Linked DNA regions of Mus musculus: all the other regions are linked to region 2. A link is a contact called in public HiCAR-type and HiChIP or PLAC-seq data. All regions are on one chromosome and are shown on one strand. The core of a region is the stretch at or near the end of the contact, and the rest is flanking DNA. Distances in the headings are between cores, read along the strand shown.

Evidence for each region. HiCAR-type assays count read pairs that join an accessible place to other places. HiChIP or PLAC-seq counts read pairs in DNA pulled down with a chosen protein or histone mark.
Region 1: an H3K4me3 HiChIP or PLAC-seq map of embryonic limb bud shows a contact between it and region 2, with 2.9 times the contacts expected there. The contact joins the enhancer-like site here to the promoter of Slit3 in region 2. A contact is called at or near these places in 6 of 39 promoter capture datasets (the 3T3-L1 cell line, cranial neural crest, liver and 2 more), 4 of 484 Hi-C or Micro-C datasets (the C3H10T1/2 cell line, cochlea, gonadal supporting cells and 1 more) and 7 of 115 datasets of contacts at active chromatin or transcription factors (the NIH/3T3 cell line, craniofacial prominence, embryonic forebrain and 4 more).
Region 3: an H3K4me3 HiChIP or PLAC-seq map of embryonic limb bud shows a contact between it and region 2, with 5 times the contacts expected there. The contact joins the enhancer-like site here to the promoter of Slit3 in region 2. A contact is called at or near these places in 12 of 39 promoter capture datasets (3T3-L1-derived adipocytes, cranial neural crest, embryonic stem cells and 6 more), 15 of 484 Hi-C or Micro-C datasets (differentiating embryonic stem cells and embryonic stem cells) and 13 of 115 datasets of contacts at active chromatin or transcription factors (SST interneurons, craniofacial prominence, embryonic basal ganglia and 8 more).
Region 4: a HiCAR-type map of fibro-adipogenic progenitors shows a contact between it and region 2, with 2.1 times the contacts expected there. The contact joins the enhancer-like site here to the promoter of Slit3 in region 2. A contact is called at or near these places in 3 of 39 promoter capture datasets (the 3T3-L1 cell line and hippocampal neurons), 1 of 15 datasets of contacts at CTCF or cohesin (the NIH/3T3 cell line), 3 of 484 Hi-C or Micro-C datasets (adipose-derived mesenchymal stem cells and embryonic fibroblasts) and 3 of 115 datasets of contacts at active chromatin or transcription factors (craniofacial prominence, fibro-adipogenic progenitors and heart atrium).

Annotation. Positions count from the first base shown.
Region 1 is chr11:34,909,270-34,911,969 of GRCm38.p6, forward strand. No RefSeq gene overlaps it. Among named protein-coding and RNA genes, the nearest start is that of Gm25799, 12 kb to the left of the region's middle. Within about 2 kb of position 1,447, at least 10 of the 459 cell types and tissues checked have an H3K27ac peak or open chromatin away from gene starts, as enhancers often do. A contact at or near this core is called in embryonic limb bud and second pharyngeal arch cranial neural crest, where this site is marked.
Region 2 is chr11:35,120,093-35,122,813 of GRCm38.p6, forward strand. It overlaps Slit3 (slit guidance ligand 3), which reads left to right and starts at 1,364. Exons shown (of 36, transcript NM_011412.3): 1 at 1,364-1,619. The coding sequence starts at 1,423.
Region 3 is chr11:35,369,660-35,372,463 of GRCm38.p6, forward strand. The region is part of intron 4 of Slit3 (slit guidance ligand 3); the gene reads left to right. Among named protein-coding and RNA genes, the nearest start is that of Gm46277, 83 kb to the left of the region's middle. Within about 2 kb of position 1,327, at least 8 of the 459 cell types and tissues checked have an H3K27ac peak or open chromatin away from gene starts, as enhancers often do. A contact at or near this core is called in embryonic limb bud, where this site is marked.
Region 4 is chr11:34,972,452-34,975,151 of GRCm38.p6, forward strand. No RefSeq gene overlaps it. Among named protein-coding and RNA genes, the nearest start is that of Gm33277, 32 kb to the left of the region's middle. Within about 2 kb of position 1,265, at least 17 of the 459 cell types and tissues checked have an H3K27ac peak or open chromatin away from gene starts, as enhancers often do. A contact at or near this core is called in fibro-adipogenic progenitors, where this site is marked.

The DNA of each region.
Region 1 (2,700 bases), core at 197-2,696, 210 kb before region 2:
AGATATATGCTTGCCCTTTACACGGGATATCCATTGATGACTTCCAACCTCAAGGGAAGGGGCTATGATGTTCCCTCCTTTGTAATCAGCCAACCTGCTGGGGTTTAGCTTTGCCTTTGCCCCTGTGCAACAGAGGCAGCGCAGTATCCCTGAACTGCAGCCCACCTCCCCACTTCCGAAGAAACCCCGCAGATGCTTTCGACCATTTCCATATGTGATGGCTCCCAGAATGCAAGGGTACATCCCTGGACACCCTTAAGCTTCCCCACTGCTTTCCCCTTGGAGCCTGGATTAGGGATTACTACTGTGATCTTAACTTCTCTCCGTGTCTTCCAAAGCTCAATGGAAGAAATGCAGTTTCAATCCCTCCACCCACTCTCTCCCTCTTCTCCCCCGGTGCCACCACCATCCCACACATCTAGTAACAACTTGGTCCTTGGCAGGGTTTCTAAACTTGACATTGGGCTTGCTAATTACCCACTCATTTTTCTCTTTGGGGTTCTTAACCAATAATAGTAGCAAAGAAAGCGTATGGAATTGCAATTTCCAGGATGGGCTTCATTAGCCCTCCAATGAGAGCTGCTGGTCACCCGTATTTTTATATACGGATTGACTTTGAAGTCATAGGGGGCCTCCCACTGCTTCCTCTCTGCCATGGCCCACGTTTAAACTTTCGCTGCCCTCTCTGGAGCCTGCACAGCTGGCGTTAGTCAACCAGCTGTCTGGAAGGCTGCAGCCTGCTCTGCCCTGGTGTGTCAGAAAGCTGAGGAGGACACTGACCCTTTAGCTATCCCCTTGCAGGCAGATTCAGAGCTGCTCTGGCATGCCTTCTGCATGAGAGCAGGGGAAGAGTGAAGCCAGGGCCACTTGCTGACCAGATGGGATGAGGTGAGAGTAGTCAGAGCTCATTAGCCACCATTAGGCCAGAGTATCTCCACTCACTAAGGGCAGAATACAATCTTTCTGAAAAGTGGCCATGAGGGAGGTAGTGATTGCTTTACTGGGTGGAAAGATCACAAAGGTCTTGATGGAGGGCACTCCCTTTCTGAAGGGTGAAGCCAAGAGAAACAAGCATTACCTTTAATAGTCAGAACTAACATAAAACCTCTCCAGATACTAGACTTTTGGAATAGCAGAAGAAAGAAGCAAAAGAAACATACACCCAGAAGCAGGAGACTTTTCCCTGTTGAAGCAAAACGTCATGGGCACATTCACTTAAAGCCAGAAACTATACCGAAGAACACAGAGGTCCCGGTGCCTACAACAACTGTTCTTTGCTTGTTGATTCTGGCTGGAATGCGGAAGGCTGTCCCTGAGAGCATCCATACACCTACATCAGCTCAGGGTTCCGGCTGGCACTCAGTAGCATCACATAACAGCTGAGAAGTCTTTGTGAAAGAACTTTGATCAAGTGGCCTTAGGCAGTACATGGCTTATCCTATTCCCAATTCAATAGGCTCCTGTCTGTTGCCTGTCACCTTCTTACCAGCAGCCTTCTCTTTTGTACTAGGAACCCTAAGGGCCAGGCTGCAAAAATCAAAGCCTCATCTTAGTGATGTCCTGTTGCTCTGGACCAGAAGAAAACAGGGGGAAAGGTCTTATGGACTTTCTTTTCCCCTCCCTCTTTTGGGACGTTTTAATTTAAATGTCTGTTTATTACATAAATAGTATGAGAACTCTAAAGGACAGATGTTTTTCTCCTTGTCTCAAAGGAGTATATGGGTGAGACTCAGGAGTCAAAGAGGACTAGATGTAAACTCTAGTGTGGGTTCTGACTTATAACCAAAATGGCTTTCAGCAGTCCCCCTCTATTCAAGAGGAATCTATCCCAAGAGCTCAGTGAATGCCTGAAATCCTAATTAGTACTGGCAAATAGACAGGCAGATGCACATATGCACACACACACATACACACACAAGAGAGACACATTTTCCTGTACATAAACATCTACAATAAACTTTATAAATTAGTGACAAACAAGCAATTAAGATAATGATAGCAAGGTCATCAGTATTACTTCTAAATGAGCTGTTCCCTTAGTGTCCCTCTCAGTGTTCACACAGCATGGTTGAACATGGTACTGTAACTGTGGAAGGCTGACCCCGGGATACACGGCTGGTGTGTGAGGGGAGACTGCAGACACACTGTTAGATTCTGAGGGTGAAAGTGTCCAGAAGTCTCTGCTTCTGCTGTTGTAAATCCCCTGTTCTCCTTTCCCGTCTTCTCCCAGAGATGCAAGGATATTTTCACTCATCATAGATGTAACGTTGCTTTCTATGCTTTTCCCCTAACACTGCGGATGCAGAGACAGGTGGATTTCTGTATGTTCGAGACTACTCTCATCTACATAGTGAGTTCCAGGTCAGCCACGGGTACACAATGAGACTCTGTCTCAAACACACACACACACACACACACACACACACACACACACACACACACCCTATCACCCTTAGTTCCTCTGCCACTTGTAAGGTGACATACAATGGCTGACATACAATGGCTGAAATTCCTCTCATTTGAACTGAAAGATCAAGTCTGTGAGATTCCATCTTAGTACTTCACTCTCGGAGTCACCACTGGAAGGAATGAACAGTGTTCTCTTGAGACCATCCTCCATGATTTATGTAAGGACTCTTTTTTTGTTTCCCCGTTTTTCCCCTTAAAAATCCCCATATACATAGGTTGTTTCCCCTACCC
Region 2 (2,721 bases), core at 114-2,613:
GATCTCAAGGAAGTCTGGGCAATATTTCCTCCAGTTCCTGCCCCTTCCCTTCAAACAAACAAACAACATCATTCCTACAAGTATGTATGGAGCCTGTAACATGGCCCTTCCCCACCGGCATCTGGAAAAGCTCAGACCAGCCAATTTAGAGCAGGCACTGGCAGAATGAAGGCAAGGCTGGGGAGGAGGGGGATGGGGAATAGGTCCCTTGCATGCTACTGCACTATTTTATAAAATCACGTTCTTTTCTTTGATGTGCAAGGGAAGTCTGTCAGAACGGTGGCACCTTGAAATAAGGAAATAAAGGTCCGCAGGTGACATGATTGCCCCTTAGTCCCCTAGACAGGAAGCAGATGAAGTGATGGTGTCAATACCGGGGTCCAAGTTCTTACATTTACTACAGAGAGAGAGAGAGACAGAGAGATAGACAGACAGACTGACTGACTGACTGACTGACTGACTGTGACTGTGTGTCTGTGTAGTGTTCTCTAATCTGTAAGTCCTCTAGGAAATAGTTGTTGGCCTTAGCTGTGAACACTAATTAGGGTAGGGGCAAAGTTTCCACGGATAAATGTGTCAGGGTACAGAATGCCTAGTAGCTGTATGGTCTCGGATAATCATTTCACTTAGTCCAACTTTGACTCTTTCACCTAAAACATGAAGCCTAGTTTCTGATGCTCCCATGTGGGTATTCTGTATCCAGCTCGGTGACTGAATTAAAAAAAAAAAATGAAGCCACGAGGTTTATCAGTTCTTGGCTCCCAAGAATAAATGAATTTCAATGTTTCTTTCCTGGCGGCCCGGGCTGGCCAAGTCCCTTTCCTTCCCAGTTGGGTCTCTCTAGCTCCCCTGCTGCCTCCTCCCTACAGGCTCTTGGTTGCTCCAGCAAAGTTCCCAACTTAGTCGACGTGACGCTCAGCGCAGCCAATGGGAGGCGGAGCTGGTGTTTTGGGAGGGGGGCGGGAGGGGCCGGGCCCCGCGTCTCCGGTGTCTACCCTGCTCAGTGAATGGAGAAAGCGAGCGCCGGCTAGCTCTCCGGACCACTCCGTGCCCCAGCCGCCTCTGTGCTCCGCAGCCCAGCCCTGAGCCGGACTTCCCGGGGCACGGTGCTCCCTGGCGCTCAGTCCAGGACCCAGACAGAGCCCTCACCTCTACCGGCGACCCAGAGGGACCCGAGGGCGCTCGGTACCTGGGCACCGTGAGTGATGCGCAGCGGGGCAGCGCCAGCCCCACGGATGGAGCTGCTGCCGCCGCCGCCCGGCGCGCCCCGCTCCGCCCGCACCCCGTGCGCCTGAGCGCCGCGCCCGCCCCTCCTCCGCGCTAACTCCGCCGCCCGCCCCCCAGGCCGCCCGCGCGCCTCCTCGGGCTCCTCGTGTCCCGCCTCGCCAGGCATCCTCCTCTGGGTGCGGGCGCTTGTGCACCATGGCCCTCGGCCGGACCGGGGCCGGCGCCGCTGTGCGCGCCCGCCTGGCGCTGGGCTTGGCGCTTGCGAGCATCCTGAGCGGACCCCCTGCTGCCGCCTGCCCCACCAAGTGTACCTGCTCCGCCGCTAGCGTGGACTGCCACGGGCTGGGCCTGCGCGCCGTTCCTCGGGGCATCCCCCGCAACGCAGAGCGCCTGTGAGTACCCACCCCGCCCGCCCGCTCAGGCCACCCACCCGGCTGGCTCCTACAGAGTCGCCCTCAGGGCGCAGGTCCTTCTTTCCTCTCCGGTGCATGGGGGACGATCCCTACTCCCCTACCCCTGCTGTCAGACACGCTCAATAAGTTGGGGGTGGCGTGGCTTTGGGCAGGTGTGGAGAGAAGTGTACGAGTTGCCCCCGCGATGGGACCGCGTAGTGCCTCCCTGGTTGAGGGCACCGGGGGCTTATCCGCTGACAGATCGGGAGAATAAAGCTAGCAGAAGGCTAGCGCGGAGGAGTGGGGGGGTGTCAGAGAGCGTGGTGGTCTCAAGGTTTGGGGTTGGGTATGAGGGGTCCATTACCCCTTGCTTCTTAAAGAGGGAGAGGCGAGGTAGCAAGCTAGACGGAGATGGGGAGTTTCGATCGCAGAGACCTGAGAGCCTCCTTCCCGGACCCCCTCGCCCCCCCCCCAAAAAAAAAACCTGCGACCCTCCTGGAGATCAGAATGGGCCAGCTGCTGTGTGGCTGTCCTTGCTAGGAAAGTTGAGTGTGTACGAAAGAGGTCTTAACTTCTGAAAAACCGGACGGATTCTGAGTGGGTGCTCTCAACACCCTCCCTGCCTGGAGTGCAGCATTGGGGATGCCAAGTTGCAGCCCGGGTGAATTTTTTATGGCCGGGTTATAAATGCCTCCCCAAACGGGCCGGAGAATGGAAATGCTGACAGCCCTTTAAATGAGACCTAGCGCTATAATCTTACAAACCGCACTCAGCCTCGGATCCTGGGGTTGGCAGCTAGCGGAGAGGCTCTTGGAGAGTGGGGTGGATTGACCCTCGTTTTAACCCCAATTGTGCAACCAAATATTTACTTTTCTTATGTCAGCGTTTTGGAAAGATTTATCATTTTGATCCTCACGACCAAATTCAAAATTTGGCCTCCGGGGGTGGGCTCCTTTTAGTCCACAGTTGGGGGCGGGGTGAGGGAGTATGGAGCCCTGGTGGTGGAGGGAGCTGGAGCCTCTGAGTGGGTGAAGGCTTGCCCTAGTCACAATTCCAGCCATTGCACTGCCCAGTTGCTCTCTACCCAGCCTGTCTCAGGGTT
Region 3 (2,804 bases), core at 77-2,576, 250 kb after region 2:
ATCAATAGGTGTCCATTCTATTCCACTTCCATTTACAGGTCACTTCTGTGCAAGGCTGAGAAGCTCCTAGACTGCTTTTCGTAATGTTTCGAATCCTTGGCAAAACACTGGACAGTGTGCGTCAATGGCTTTGGGGGTTTAGTTCTGGCCTTGCCTCAGACTTACTGTGTAGTTGTGAGAAAAACAGTACAACCCATGGGTAGGATTTTACTCATCAATTAAAGGAGAGAGTTAGCCTGGCTAGCTTAGTGCTTGTTCCCTTTGGGGAGAAATGAAGATAAAATGTATGGACCACTTCCCAGAAAAATACAAGGATTATGCACATAAATGCAGAATGTTGTCTTCAGCTTTTAGACTGCAGAAATAATCCTATAGCAGCAGTGGGCAACAGCAACAGCTGGTTTCTCTCAGGTGCCAACTATGTGCCAGGCACCCTGTTGCCATAGTCAGCCAACAATGCTCCACAAAGCTGCTAATGCCCGGCACAATGTGAGAAAGCACGGCAGGAATTCCACTCGGGTCACCCAGCCGGGCAGCAACACAATGGGATTGGAGGCAGCTTGGACAGTTCTGCAGGTGATCAGCTGGCCGTTTGGGTGTTTATGGCTCTGGGTTACAAGCGGACGCTACTCTGGGTGATATTTCTGGTTCTGAAGTTTAGAACTCTCAGATGTTGCTTTTCTCAGCCTCAGGTACTAAGAAATATTTGTAAAATGACCCGCAGTATTCTTAAGGCTTTGATGTATCAAAGGTAGTCACGAAATTTAGAGTTTAAAATATATATATAGGGATCCAACTTAGAAAAGCAAGCAGCCATAGAGCCACACCTCCTTCCATGCGTGTCTTTCAAATGAATGCTCTCTTATCATAGTTTCTGAACAGAGGCAGCTTCAAGGCCAGAAAAGATCATCTCTGCCTCGGCAGGTCAATAATGTTACCAGATAAAGGGCAACTCCTTAATGAAGACCACTCGGCCTCCTGCCGGCAAAGGAGTTTTCTTAGTGCATTTCCAGTCTCCTAACACCTCGCTCCAGATCAATGGCTTTTCATAAATGCACCAGGAAATCTTTGAACTACTAATGCTTCAGGGGCTGTTTAGGTTTGGAGTCAAACTGTTTAATATAACTCTCCTCCAAGTCTGGTTCTACTGAAGGGTCTTGGGAAACAAGGCAGAGGCAGTGTCTAAAAGCAGAACTACTATGGCCAAGTGATGTCCCCTGCCTTGGCCTCCTGTTTATATAAGCAAATTGGACCAGGCTGGTTACATTCAGGAGGGGGAGGGAAGAAGGGAATGTGAGTCAGCGACTGAAAGGGAATCAGATTAAAGGTGCCTTTTGATTGGGGGCGTGGCGAGTCATTTGCCTCGGAAGAGGAAGAGGGGGAAGGCTCTGATTGGCTTCGTCAACAGATTAAGTCAGCAACAGATGATGCACTTCAGTAAAACTGCACCTTGCCAGAGAAGTTTGGACTTGACTTCCAAATGTTCTTGGGAAAATGAATGCCATTTAATTTCAATAGTAGCCTTAGCATGTAAAGTTTTTACAGGAAGCAGACTGTGAGCATCAAGAGATTCCCTGTGAAAGGCAACCTTTTTCTACACAGAACTGTTCCCATAGTAGTTTCCACCCAGCCTGTGGTGGGAATAATGGGGAGAAAACAGCAATGGGCATTTCCTTTGGGGGGGGGGCATTTCCTAATATGCTCTGGGCTTTAGCCCATCCACCATTGTCACCTCCACTATCCGATGTGAAAACTGTCTCAGAAAACATATTAATCAGGGTTCTCTAGAGTCACAGAACTTATGGGTAGTCTCTATATAGTATGGGAATTTGTTATGTCTGTAGTCCAACTCCCCAACAACGGTCAGCTATGAATGGGAAGTCTAAGGATCTAGTAGTTGCTCAGTCCCACGGGCTAGGAGATTCCAACAGATGTGCTGGCAAGTAAATGCAATCCGGTGACAAAGAGCGAATCTTCCTTCTTCCAATGCCCTTAGGTAGGTCTCCAGCAGAAGGTGTGGCTCAGATTAAAGGTGTATACCACCATGCTTGGATCTGGGATTTACTTTATCCCAGGCTGACCTTGAACTCAGAGATCTCCTTGCTTCAGTCTCCTGGGATTCATAGCCACTATGCCTCAAGATCTCCATGCCAAGATCCAGGTCAGAAACTTGTATCTCCCAGCCTCAAGATCTGGATCACAGGTGAGCCTTCTAATTCTGGATTGTAGTTCATTCCAGATATAGTCAAGTTGACAACCAGGAATCGCCATTATAGCATAGATGACCAAAATGACCAGTATCACACTTCTCTGGGATGGTTACCAGACTTATCTCCTACTCTTACCTCCAGACCTATATGTATCTGCCCCTGTGGATGTGACTCACTGTCATCTATAAAGTTAGCTCCTTGACCCCTAGAGAGCTGTGGCTCTGTTGTTCCTTGTGGCCACATGGAGTGTCTCCTTTATTTAGACATCTCATTTAAGGAACTTATGGTCTTTTCAGCTTGGTTCTCACAGTGTGCAGCACACTAGGGACATTTGCCTTTTGGGGATGGTTCATTTAGGGGAGCTGTGAGGAGAGCTGGTAAAACCAAGTGTCTCATACATGCTCCATATTTTTCTTTAATTCTTGAAAAGACAGTTTAAAAAACAGCACTGTGACTTGATATTTAATTATTTTTAGTTAGTTAGTTAGCTAGTTAGTTAATTTTTCAAGACAGGGTTTCTCTGTGTAGCCTTGAATGTCCTGAAACTCACTTTGTACACGAGAGGCTGGCCTCCGACTCACAAAAATCTGCCTG
Region 4 (2,700 bases), core at 15-2,514, 150 kb before region 2:
CAATCGAGGCAGGTACATAATTTTATAATAAAAAAGCTAACTGAAATAAAATTATCATAACTGTTAACTGTTGGCAGAGGTGGGCTTCTGAGACAAGCAATGCTTTGAAAATGAACCCCAGGATCACAATCCCTGTGATCCTGGAACAGAAGGGAAGGAAAATATGGAAAAGCACACAGAGAAGCAAGCACACAAAACAACACAGTCTGGGAGAATATGTCAATCTTGGGCGATTTTCATTGTGAAAGTAGCATATCCCTAGATTAATCAATCTAGATTAATCAATCTAGAGATTTCAGGATCAATCTCTGCTGCCTGCAAATTCCTGCAGAGGAAAACTCCCTTGTTGCTCTTGCTTCCAAGTGGATTAGACAAAAAGCCCTCATCCTAGTGCCTCCCCACCCCTGGTCCTGTGTGATCTGTTTTCTGCTCTTTTTCAACCCCACCTTGTAAGCTTCAACTTCATGCCAACCTTCTGTTTTCATAGCCTTGACTGGTATGTCAGCTGCACCGGCTGGTTTGTGTCTGTCTCCTCGGAGATCTTTGCTTGGTGAGTCTCCTATAATTTATTTTCAGTTCAGATCCTGCCTCCTCTTGGGGTTTCTCTTTCTGAAGAATCACTTCACCAATCACTCACTCTCACGTTACCCTCTTTAGTCATCTTCCCTGAAGCAAATGTTCCCTAAAATCATGGTATTTGTTTACTTGCCCCGTGAAGGAGGGGCCTTGCCCATTTCGTTCCCAGTATTCCCCTATGATGTTGAATGGTGCCTGGCATGTGGAAGGCGTTTGGCAAATATTTGTTGAATGAATACACGAATTAGATAATCTGGAGCTTGGATTGAATCATTTAGAAGGGTCTCCTTCCAGCAATGAAGTACTATGATTTTCAAGATCCATCATCAAAAGCATCCATCTTTCCAACTGAGAACTTCCCTCTGTCTATTGGCCAAGATAGGATTTCTCAGGGCTTAACTGAAATGGTGGGTAAGCAAGCAGAGTGAAACAGATGCCTCTGGGGGCCGGACACATCTTCCTCAGAGGTTAGCAGTGGAGCAAAGAGCAATCACCATAATCAACACAGAGGTGGTTGGAGAGCAGCTGGGTCTCTGCCAAATGGCCTTTGTGGATGTCAGAGCCAAGCTTCTCTGAAAACAGCCCTTTATTTAGAACAGTGGAGCTTGCCCTCCACCCCCTGCCTGTTCTTCTCTCATTGGGCTCTCCAGCTTGTCACATATGTGTTCAATTGCTCTCTTAACATCAGCTTGGGTAACCCTGATGGGAGGGAGATGAGAGAGTCAGCCATGAGGTCTGTGAAGGTCTGATGAAAGCAACTTTAACACATAACCATTTGCCTTGGCAGGAGCTTGAGCCAAGAGCAAAAAGTCCTCTTGATGTGTCAAATTATAGATAAACACAAGCTCCAAAAACATTTGTGATATAACTGCAAATAAATGCTGGTAACTGGCAGGGTGCTCTGTTTACAAATAGTTCCTGTCATCCAAATAGTAAGAGGATAAACTTAAATGTGACTGACTTCCCAAACATTTGAAAGCACTGGAAATAGGCAGGCTCTGAGGCTACATGTGTAAGAGAATAAGAATTAAGACATAAGGTCAAACCAGCCAACAACAAAGTTGTACAGGCCTATGGCCATGGGACTGGAGGTTTATCAAGATGATTCAATTGAGGATTCCTGTAAGACTTCTTCCCAGGTTTCACCCATCTTTTGAAGACCTTCTGAGTTGTCCACATCCCTCAGTCAGGCTTGGGTTGGCTTGTCCTCTGAGAAGTGTGACCTTGGAAACTGGATGAAGAGTCTCTGGCCCATAAGATACTTACACCTGGCAGGTCCCCTCAAGGAAAAGTACCAAGAACACCTGCCCTGCAAAACTCTGTGGTAGTTGGGATGCAAGTGAGAAGAAAAGATGGGAGTCCCCACTCTGGTCAGTGGCTACTATGAACTTCTATCCATCCATTTATCTACCCATGAAACAAGATATATTTATTACATTCTTCCTGTATGTTAAGCACCATACTTGTATTGAACTACTTCATTAAGAAAAACTTTGCTTGTGGTATCTGAAGTATAAGATCTGGTATCTTCAGATATTAAGATATATCTGAAGTCAGTAAGCTCAGATTTAGGTTGTTATCCAAACTGGCACTAACCATTGAGATATCAAAAGTCATAGAGTATATATATATTTTAGGGAAACACCTATTTTCCATATTTAATACAATGTTAGGGCTATAATAAGTATTTCCTTCTGGTCTCTCTTTTGAGTTTACTCCTAGCATAAACATTTATGTCAAGTCTAGTTGTTATCCCTATTTCAAGTATAGCATGTAAGGAGTCGCCAGAGTACCCTCCTCCATCCCTCCCTCTCTTCCTCCCCTCTTCCTCACTGGCTCTCTATCTGCCTCCTCTTTCATATGGATTGACATGTAATGATTATGTATGTACACCCAAAGGGCATGTGGATCCTCCTTGAACTCCTAAAGTCCACTTTTGATTTCCTAATATCTACCAATTCCCGAGTTCAAGACTCTGCAATTTGAGAGTTCCTAGAATTTGGAGCAATTATGATTGCAGCTTCTTTTGCTCTGAAGCCACTGCAGCACCCGCCCACCCCTCTGAAGTTGGACCTTATCCAAACACGGAACTCAGCCCTTTCTTTGAGTTCCATAAGAAATGGA